Regions from separate parts of the Mus musculus genome. Here region 1 is linked to region 2. A link is a contact called in public Hi-C data. All regions are on one chromosome and are shown on one strand. Each heading gives the region's core, a stretch centred on a gene start, on an enhancer-like site or on the middle of the called end of the contact. The rest is flanking DNA. Distances are from core to core; before and after follow the strand shown. Region 1 has its middle 140 kb from the start of Spef2. Region 2 has its middle 54 kb from the start of Spef2.

The links. A called contact is a pair of places that touch in the nucleus more often than the background predicts.
Region 1: a contact with region 2 is called in a Hi-C map of cortical glia, with 2.4 times the contacts expected there. The contact joins two enhancer-like sites. A contact is called at or near these places in 5 of 484 Hi-C or Micro-C datasets (brain, cortical glia, forebrain and 2 more) and 2 of 115 datasets of contacts at active chromatin or transcription factors (embryonic stem cells and neural progenitor cells).

The regions. Positions count from the first base shown.
Region 1 is chr15:9,887,325-9,892,574 of GRCm38.p6, forward strand. No RefSeq gene overlaps it. Among named protein-coding and RNA genes, the nearest start is that of Spef2, 140 kb to the left of the region's middle. Within about 2 kb of position 1,812, at least 10 of the 459 cell types and tissues checked have an H3K27ac peak or open chromatin away from gene starts, as enhancers often do. A contact at or near this core is called in cortical glia, where this site is marked.
Region 2 is chr15:9,799,777-9,805,343 of GRCm38.p6, forward strand. No RefSeq gene overlaps it. Among named protein-coding and RNA genes, the nearest start is that of Spef2, 54 kb to the left of the region's middle. Within about 2 kb of position 4,300, at least 13 of the 459 cell types and tissues checked have an H3K27ac peak or open chromatin away from gene starts, as enhancers often do. A contact at or near this core is called in cortical glia, where this site is marked.

The DNA.
Region 1 (5,250 bases), core at 562-3,061, 85 kb after region 2:
TGTCAACTCTGGGGATTATTCCTAGTTACTAGAAGCAGTTTTTTGGAAAGTACCTGTCAATTGCTGAATCTTGATATTTCCCTATTGGTATTTCCTAAAAGTTTTAGAATTTGGAGTGTTACATTAAACTATTATTTTTATTTTGAACTTGTAAAGGGAAGAAAATATGGGTCTAGTTTCATTAGTTTATATGTGGACATCTAGTTTCAAGATTTGTTGGTTGATATTGGATTGAGCGTGAGGTCCCCAGTGAAGGAGTTGGAGAAAGGACTGAAGGAGCTGAAGGGGTTTGCAACCCCATAGGAAGAACAACAATATCAACCAACTGGACCCCCCAGAGCTCCCAGGTACTCAGCCACCAACCAAGGAGTACACATGGAGGGACCGATGGCTCTAGTCACATATATAACAGAGGATGGCCTTGTCAGGCATCAATGGGAGGAGAGGTCCTTGGTCCTATGAAGGCTAGATAGATGCCCCAGTGTAGGGGAATTTGAGGGCAGGGAGGTAGGGGTAGTGGGTGAGTGGGTGGAAGAACACCCTCATAGAAGCAGGGGTAGGGGAGTGGGATAGCGAGTATCCGGTGGGGGTAGGGGGGAACTGGGAAGGGAGAGAACATTTGAAATATAAAGTATCCAATAAAAAAATTCCTTGGTTGAGGAAACTGTATTTTCTTCAGCATATGTCTTGTAGATTCATCTTGTGCGCACCCAACTGGCCAGGAAGAACGACGCTACAACAGGATCCTTCTGCACACGTTTATTCAGTCCTGTTTCTTCTTGTTTATATCTCCCTTGTTTATATCTCCCTTGTTTATATCTCCCTTATCTATATCTCCCTTGTTTATATCTCCCTTGTTCATATCTCCCTTGTTTATATCTCCCTTGTTTATATCTCCCTTATCTATATCTCCCTTGTTTATATCTCCCTTGTTTATATCTCCCTTGTTTATATCACCCTTGTTTATATCTTCCTTGTTTATATCTCCCTCGAACCCTGGGCCTCTCACTCTTTTATACTCTCAGTTCCCATCCACGCACAGCAAGCCACGCCACCTCACCAGGCACGCAGCTTCAGCTAATCAGGGCAGCAGGGGCATATCTCCATCAAAATGGATTCACAGGTATCCTAGTACACCTGCGCAGCTCTCAAGATGTTTGTGGCTTATATGAGGAAGTCAGGTGCAAGTCATACGACTTAGCTGCAGTCCCTGGTTTCTTTGGGACTGCCGCCACACCCGCTCCCCACAGATTCATGGTGGTTAATTTTGACTGTCAACTTGCTAGAATTTAGAATCACCATGAAAACAAATGTTTTGGCATATCAGTGAAAGATTATCTAGAGGTTAACTGATCAGAAACCCAAATGGGATGATACCTTTCCATGAGCTGCAGTTGCAAAGGGAATTAAAATGAGGTAATGCATTAAGCACAGACACTCGGCTTCCAAACCAGCTACCTCAAGTTCCTGCAGCAGTGCCTTCTTCACCATAATGAACTGTATTAAACTGTGAGTCTAACTAAATCTTTTCTTCCTCAGGTTGCTTTTGTCAATTATGTTGTCACAGCAACAAGATAGTAACTGACACAAAACTTTGCTATCAGCAAGTGGGGCTCTTGGTGTGACAATTTGACCGTGTGATTTTTGAGACCTTTGGAAGTGAATTTTAGAAAGAAGGGGGAATGGAGTTTGAAACTTTGGTCAAGAATATATGTCAAATGGTGTAAGCAGAGCTCTCTGTGTCATTCCAGTGAGAGCACAGAAAACAGAAATGCTGAGCAAAATGCCCACAGAAAGGAACAATGATGCTATTGTAAACTAAGACTCATGTCATTCTAGTTGTATTTTGGCAAATAATCTGGCTGAATGTGCCCATGTCCTGAGACCTTGAATAAGGCTGAACTATAAGAAATGGACTAATGTATATGACAAAAAAATGTCAAGGTATGATGACATTCTGGCTGAGATATGGTTGCCCATAACTTATACCCAGTTCTTCATTAAAGAAAGAAAAAAAAAAACACTCAGAGGGGCAGACGTTTATTTCAAACATGTAACTTATCAAGAAAAGAAGCACAGGAGAGACTCAAGTTGCAGGCAAGGCACAAGATGAGGAGAGGCAGTAATGAACCTGCTCTACATTGAGACAGGATTCCCTATCGTTTATATTGATGCTGAACTTTTACTGATGAAAAGTCAATGTTGCTTTCTCTCTAGTTGCTTCCCTTTGTTGAATACCATAGGCCTCTACAGGCATACTTAGCCTTGCAGTCTGTAGGCATATTCTTCCACCTCCACTAGACTCCTTTTGGCAGGATGATGTTCTAGCCAGTGTCTCTGCAGTGTATTGAGAGTGGGGTAAACAACCACAGCACTAAGATATGTGTAGCTGGATCTGTCTTTGTACTTTCAAGATCCACTAAGCAGTCACCACTGTGCTGAAGGGATGTCTTTGTGGGTGGCTAGCCCATTAGTTCCTTGGAACTCTTTAGTGTTAAAAACATGAATCTTATAACAGACCGATGGTATTAGAGGATGATTTGATTTATCCACTGCTGTCAAGCTCAGGGCTATCAGTTGGGCTACCAAAGCCACTCTCCGTTGGCAGGATCTGCACCTAGACACCAACAGCTAACTTTCCAATGCATTACCTGTCCCTCCCACACTCCACCATTATCTTCTATTGCTCTCATAGTACACTGATTGTACCATGATGAACCAGGTCCCCTGACAAAATTATTCCCTGTTCTCCAGGTCCCAGAATAGATCCATTTTAAATTCTAGGCACCCTCTCAAGATAACATTTAGTTTCAACCTTCTGACCCTAGGAAACTGACAGGGTTCAATTCCTCTCTATTTCTGAGCCTCCTCTCTAAAGGAATTACTTTCTCAACAAGACTTGTAACTGTATTTGAGTCTTACAAGAGCCATGCATCTGCCCTGTGGTTAGAACTGGCCATGTCTTTTCAGGAAGGTCAGCTTTTAGATAAGACTCCTGTTTCCTCCCTGGGACAATGATCTGAGCCTCTGGACTTGAATTGCTGTTGACTGTGTCAGTTTCTTTGTCTGCCCTTGTGTTTCTTTTTACTTTTCAGCTGCCCTACCACCCACTGGATGAATGTCTAAAGTTCTTTCTCTCTTCGGTGTATAGTCCACTGTGTTTTATCCTGGCTGTTCTCCTCCACATCACGTAGAAGCAGTGTCTAGGCTGTCATCTTATCTGGAGATCTCAGAAATCCAGTATTAATTAAACAAATACCTGGAGGTTTGTTACTTGGCAACAGATCATTAGCTTAGATTGCTATGTGTGCATATCAAATACAATTATAGTTGTTATTTATAACCTTTAAGAATTTACATACAAAACATAGGCACAGAAGTAGGAGTGGTGTTGCACTCATTGAGAAGGGTGCTGGAGGGCCAGGTAGGGGACGATGGGACAAGAAAGGAGGAGAAAAAAAAGTGACTAAAATCATTATATAAACTTGCAAAACTGTCAAACAACCTTAGATAACTGGAAAAATATAAAAATTAAAACAAACTGATTCTCAAAATAAAAGTGTATAAAATAATTCCATATGGATTGTCTCATTTGATATTGTCAACACTATGAAGTGGAATGGAAGGACTATTTTCACAGTAGCTATGAAACAAAACTTTGAGAGTGAAAACATCTATACAGATTGACAACTTAATACAAACTAAAGCCAATACAACTGTTTCCTACTTTATAGCATGTCTTAAAAACAAATCTATAAGCCAGGTGTGGTGGCGCACACCTTTAAACCCAGCACTCGGGAGGCAGAGGCAGGCGGATTTCTGAATTTGAGGCCAGCCTGGTCTACAAAGTGAGTTCCAGGACAGCCAGGGCTATACAGAGAAACCCTGTCTCAAAACACCAAAAAAAAAGAAAAACAAAACAAAACAAAACAAAACAAAAAAACCCAAATCTATAATCTATACATCTTAATAATAATAATCAAGCAGGTACCTTCCCATCTACCACCATCTTCCCTTTATCAATACATGAGGTTTTGCTCTGCTCTATGATACCACTGATTAAGCCTTCAAGGGAACAGATTGCCTTTGATAGCAAAAACAAGTTTAAAAATCCTCCCAAACAAAAAACAAATTCACAAACCACAGCAACAACAAAAACAACACCCAACAGAGCAATCACACAGACTACAACCTGGAAATTTCTAACATGTTTAGGCCAAACCTTCTTTCCCTCAGTGATTTACTATCACATCTGTGAAATGTGGTTCAGTGTTTATCTAAGACTTCAACTGTGAGCGCATCTTGTTTCCCTACCACTTCTCTATTTTCAGCTGAACCTCAAGCTGAGGAAAGGGATCAGCTGATAAAGGGTTTGCTGCTGTGTAAGCATGAGTACCTGACTTCAGATCCCTCAACCCCACCAAAAAAAAAAAAAAAGCCAATCGCCACGCCAATCGTGCAAAGCACCTCTGAACCCTGGTGCTGGAAGTAGTGCAGCACAGCGAAGACCCCAGGACCCCCTGATCTCACAGGCCAGCCAGACTACCCAGGAAGCTCCAGATTCCATTAAAAAACCTTCTCTAATAAGGTGGAGAGTGATAGAGGGAAACTCCTAGGTGTTGACCTCTGCCCCTCAAAGACATGCAGACAAATATGCACACATACACACGTCACGCAGACAATACAAATAAGCTTTGAAAAAAAATCCAGCCAAATTGCCTTAATTTTACACAAAAAAACAATAATTTTAATATTTTTTTCACTGAAGATACCATTTAATCTAAACTTAGAGTATGATTTTCTATTATAATTTTGAAATGTTCACTAAAGTGTCTAGACATCTCAGACAGTACCCATTTCTCACAGATTTGCTATTAAGTTTGTTTTTCTACCCTGTTACGGATGTGTGCATATGACTATTCTTGTCCGCCTTTCCCAGTCTTCTCTACCATCCCCTCTCTCCTTTTCAATCCTGTCTCCTCCCCACCAATCTATTTTTCAGGTTCATTACTTTCAGGTTTGTTTTGTGACCAATTTGGTAGGGACATCTGTGTGAGCATTGGATTGGTACTACCCACTCTAGCCTGGCGAGGTCATTAGTTGATTTACAACAGAAGGTAATGACTCCCTGTTTCCCTGAATCTATCAGTAGTATCTAGTTAAGCAATGAAGAGCAGGGCCCCCTAGGATTCCCTCTCTATCCATCTCAGATACTTTTTATAAGAATGTCTTCCAAAGTTGCTGCTTGGG
Region 2 (5,567 bases), core at 3,050-5,549:
CTTCAAGCCTCTGAAGAAAGAAATTGAAGATCTCAGAAGATGTAAAGATCTCCCATGTTCATGGATCGGCAGGATTAATATAGTCAAAATGGCTATTCTGCCGAAAGCAATCTACAGATTCAATGCAATCCCCATCAAAATTCCAACTCAATTCTTCACTGAGATAGAAAGGGCAATTTGCAAATTCAACTGGAAAAATAAAAAACCTAGAATAGCAAAAACTATTCTCAACAATAAAAGAACCTCTGGTCGAATCAAGATGCCTGACATTAAGCTGTACTACAGAGCAATTGTGATAAAAAACTGCATGGTACTGGTACAGTGACAGACAAGTAGATCAATGGAATAGAATTGAAGACCCAGAAATGAATCCACACAGCTATGGTCACTTGATCTTTGACAAGGGAGCTAAAACCATCCAGTGGAAAAAAGACAACATTTTCAACAAATGGTGTTGGCACAACTGGCAGTTATCATGTAGAAGAATGTGAATTGATCCATTCTTATCTCCTTGTACAAAGCTCAAGTCTAAGTGGATCAAAGACCTCCATATAAGACTAGGGACACTGAAATTTATAGAGGAGAAAGTAGGGAAAAGCCTCAAAGATATAGGCACAGGGGAAAAATTCCTAAACAGAACAGCAATGGCTTGCACCGTAAGATCAAGAATTGATAATTGGGACCTCATAAAATTGCAAAGCTTCTGTAAGGCAAAAGACACTGTCAATAAGACAAAAAGGCCACCAACAGATTTGGAAAGGATTTTTATCAATCCTAAATCTGATAGGGGACTAATATCCAATATATACAAAGAGCTCAAGAAGCTGGACTCCAGAAATTTAAATAACCCATTTTAAAAATGGGGTTCAGAGCTAAACAAAGAATTCTCACCTGAGGAATACTGAATGGCAGAGAAGCACCTGAAAAAATGTTCAACATCCTTAATCATCAGGGAAATGCAAATCAAAACAACCCTGAGATACCACCTCACACCATTCAGAATGGCTAAGATCAAAAATTCAGGTGAAAGCAGATGCTGGCGAGGATGTGGAGAAAGAGGAACACTCCTCCATTGTTGGTGGGATTGCAAGCTTGTACAACCACTCTGGAAATCAGTCTGGAGGTTCCTCAGAAAATTGGACATAATACTACCGGAAGATCCACCAATACCTCCCCTTGTCATATACCCAGAAGAAGTTCCAACTGGTAATAAGAACACATGCTCTACTATGTTCATAGCAGTCTTATTTATAATAGCCAGAAGCTGGAAAGAACCAAGATGTCCTTCAACAGAAGAATGGATACAGAATATATGGTACATTTACACAATGGAGTACTACTCAGCTATTAAAAACAATGGATTTATGAAATTCTTGGACAAATGGATGTATCTGGAGGATATCATCCTTAGTGAGGTAACCCAATCACAAAAGAAGTCATTAGATATGCACTTACTGATAAGTGGATATTAGCCCAGAAACATAGAACACCCAAGATACAATTTGCAAATCACAAGAAAATCAAGAAGAGGGAAGACCAATGGGTGGATACTTCATTCTTCCTTAGAATAGGGAACAAAATACCCATGAAAGGAGTTACAGAGACAAAGAGCTAAGACAAAAGGATGGACTATCCAGAGACCACCCGACCCGGGGATCCATCCCATAATCAGCCACCAAACCCAGACACTATTGCATATGCCAGAAAGATTTTGCTGAAGGGACCCTGTTATAGCTGTCTCGTGTGAGGCTTTGCCCTTGCCTGGCAAATACAGAAGTGGATGCTCACAGTCATCTATAAGATGGAACACAGGGACCCCAATGTTGGAGCTAGAGAAAGCACCCAAGGAGCTGAAGGGGTCTGCAACCCTATAGGTAGAATAACAATCTGAACTGACCAATACCCCCAGAGCTCATATCTCTAGCTGCATAAATAGCAGAAGATGGCCTAGTTGGCCATCACTGAGAAGAGAGGCCCCTTGGTATTACAAACCTTATATTCCCCAATACAGGGGAATGCCAGGGCCAAGAAGCGGGAGTGGGTGGGTAAGGGAGGAGGGTGGAGGGAGGGTATAGGGAACTTTCAGGATAGCATTTGAAATGTATATTTAAAAAAATCTAATAAAACAAAGAAAAAAAAGAACATATGTGGTATATACTCACTGATAAGTGGATATTAGCCCAGAAGCCCAGAATACCCAACATACAATTCACAGACCAAATGAAACTCAAGAAGAAGGAAGACCAAAGTATAGATACTTTGGACCTTCTTAGAAGGGGGAACAAAATACCCATGGGAGGAGATACAGTGACAAAGTGTGGAGCAGAGACTGAAGGAATGACCATCCAGAAACTGCCCCACCTGGGAATCCTTCCCATATACAGTCAGCAAACTGAGACATAATTGTGGATGCCAACAAGTGCTTGCTGACTGGAGTCTCACATAGCTGTCTCTTGAGAGGCTCTGCCAATCCCCGACAATTACATAGGTGGATGCTCTCAGCCAATCATTGGACTGAGAACAAGGTCCCCAATGGAGGAGCTAGAGAAAGGAAGCAAGGAGCTGAAGGAGCTTGCAGCCACATAGAAGGAACAACAATATGAACCAACCAGTACCCCCCAAAGCTCCCAGGGACTAAACCACGAACCAAAGAGTACATATAGAGGGACCCATGGCTCCAGCTGCACATGTAGCATAGAATGGCCTTATGGGAGATCAATGGGAGGAGAGGTCCTTGGTCCTGAGAAGGCTTGATGCCCCAGTGTAGGGGAATGCCAGGACAGGGAAGTGGGAGTGGGTGGATAGGTGAGCAGGGGGAAGGGGAGATGGGATAGGGAGTTTTTTGAGGGTAAAATAGGAAAGGGAATAACATTTGAAATATAAATGTAGAAAAAATCTAATAAAATAAGTAAATAAAAGTTAATAAATAAATAAATGAGATTGCTTATAGTTCAAGGGCATTAAATCATGATTTAATAACTTTATATCTACAAGCAGGAGAGAGAGAGAGAGAGAGAAACAGAGCCAGAAACAGAGAAACAGAGAGAGACTGGGTTGTTTGAACCTGGGCTTTTGAAACCTCAAAATTCCTTATCAATACCTCCTCCAATAAGGCCATGCATCCTAATCCTTCCTACAGTTTAACATTTTCCTAAACAGGGACCAAGAATTTAAATATATGAGCCTGCAGGAGAAGAGGATGTTCCCATTTAAACCACAACTCCAAACTTCTGGATCCCTCTTATGAGTTGTGTGTCAATCTGCAGCCTACAGTGACAACAACCTATTTATCTCTAAAGGGTTATCATAGTTCTGCATTTTCCAAAAGAAGAAAGAAGAAGAGTGGGTTTTAATTAACTTTCTGTGTTAGAAAGCTTGGTTTCCTGTGGAGAGCCGTGCCGTGAGCAATCGCCATTATAAGATGGCGCTGGCTTCCACTGCGCCTAACTAGTAAACAAGCCTTATGTGCAAGTGCAAGAGTGAATTCAAGCCTAGTCACTGCCCATCTCGGGGCCGGGGCGTAGTAATGGGGTGATGGGCAAGCAACGAATCAGGAGCTGTCACGCCACATCAGGTGCTGAAACGTCATGCTGCGGGCTATATAAGCAGCGCCATTTTCTGGGTTTGGGGTCTTCCTCCTGAGAAGTAAGCAATAAAGCCTTTTGCCGCAGATGATTCCGGTTGTCCTGAGTGTGTTCTTGCCAGCGGGGACAAAAGCTCAGGCAATAGTTTCCTACTCAGCCATCCTGAGATCATCTCCCCTAGAAGTAGTAAACCAACCAAAGATTGAAGGACTGCAGTTTAAGGTCTGGAAGACTAAATGCAGAAGTCATACACATTTGTTTTGCCACTCAGTGTGCTGTATCTTCAGCAAAGAACATATTGTAAGTTCATGGCTGCCCACTTAGTTTTTCCCTTTACTTTTCTTACAGTGAGCAATATAAAGTGGGGCTATGGAGCAGAGGTGGAGTCGCCGTGGAAGGGAAATTGGAGAAGAAACTGCTTCATGTTTTTAATAGTTTCACAAATCAAAACAGCTCATAATTTTCTAGCTTCTTGTGATGTCATAAACGCCCAGAAAAATTCATTTCACTCAAGCATGTTTATAACAGATTGAGCTGCTTAGATTTTTAGGTATTGTTGTGACCTCTTGGCTTCATGGCAAGATTTCTCACAGCACAATTTCCTAGCATTGTACTGAAAAAAAAAAAAAGAGAGAGAGAGAAGCTTCTTTGACAGCTTTAGCTACGTGCCACTGTGCAGTAACGGCCATGAATTGTAGCATTATTCTTTTGTAGAGTCATCTCTCTCAAAGAAGTAATGGTCTCCCATTAGAGTTTCAAAAATTACTTTAGAGACTTTGGACATTAGGACTGCTTGAGAATTGAAACACTGGAAAAACACTGCTTCGCTAGAGTTATAAAAACCTTACATAGTGATTAAATTAATCCACTGTAACCTTATTTCACTTCCCTACACATTCTGATTCATGCTGGTAACACTAATACAAGATATACTTGTATTCCATGCCAAAATTATAGAAATAATAATGGTCAAATGAGCAGATCCCATCCATTAGTGATTGCTTCCTTCAGGATCTGCTTCATACCAGATGAAATCTAGGCAGAATTATGCATGTGATACAGTACCAGCAAGTGAGGTAGGAATGAGTAAATGACATTCTGAGATGAATGAGACACAGGTATAGTATCATAGGATGAGTTTATTAAAGAACAAAACATAGATTTTAGTGGAAAGGGTTTAGGGAAAGAGTGTAAACACTTTGGCAAAGAGTACTGAGAGAAGAATGGGACAAGGAAAAGAACAATGAAGAATGTGTTTTCAATTAGACAAAGGCTTCTGCTTGGTCCCATAGGACAATTGTACCTTGGAGTTGGTCCCATTATGAGGCAAATGGCAGATGTCTGGCAACCATGCTATTCATTGAGCATTGGATGTCTTGTTCCCTTACCCAAAGAACAAAGGATGCTGTCTTTCTTTCAAGGCGGCTTCAGTTTGAACCATCAGAATTTTTATAGCATCTTGGAAACATTCACTTTGGTCCAGTGAAGGGGATCAAATAATAGCATCAATAATAAAGTACATCACTGATATTGTCTTTATACCTACCATAAATGTAAGGATGCTGTCCAAATATAAGAAAAAGGTCAAACTAATTACATGAGAATATAGTTTGAGCCCTGCCACCCAGTCTGTTCTACTTATATTTTGAGATAAATTGCAGAAGCTACCAAGATTCAAAATTTTATTTTATTTTATCTTTATTTATTTAGGGTTTTTTTCAGGACAGGGTTTCTCTGTGTAGACCTGGCTATCCTGGAACTCACTCTATAGATCAGGCTGGTCTCAAACTCAGAAATCTCCCAAGTGGTGGGATTAAAGGCATGTGCCACCACTGATTTTTATTATTATAAAATAATAATGTTAATTATCATATTATTGTTAACAACAAATTATTTTACTTTACTTAAAATATCATTTCACCTTCACCACCACTCTCTCCTCCATTTAACTGCTTTCATGTCCCCCACTCAAATTAATGGAAT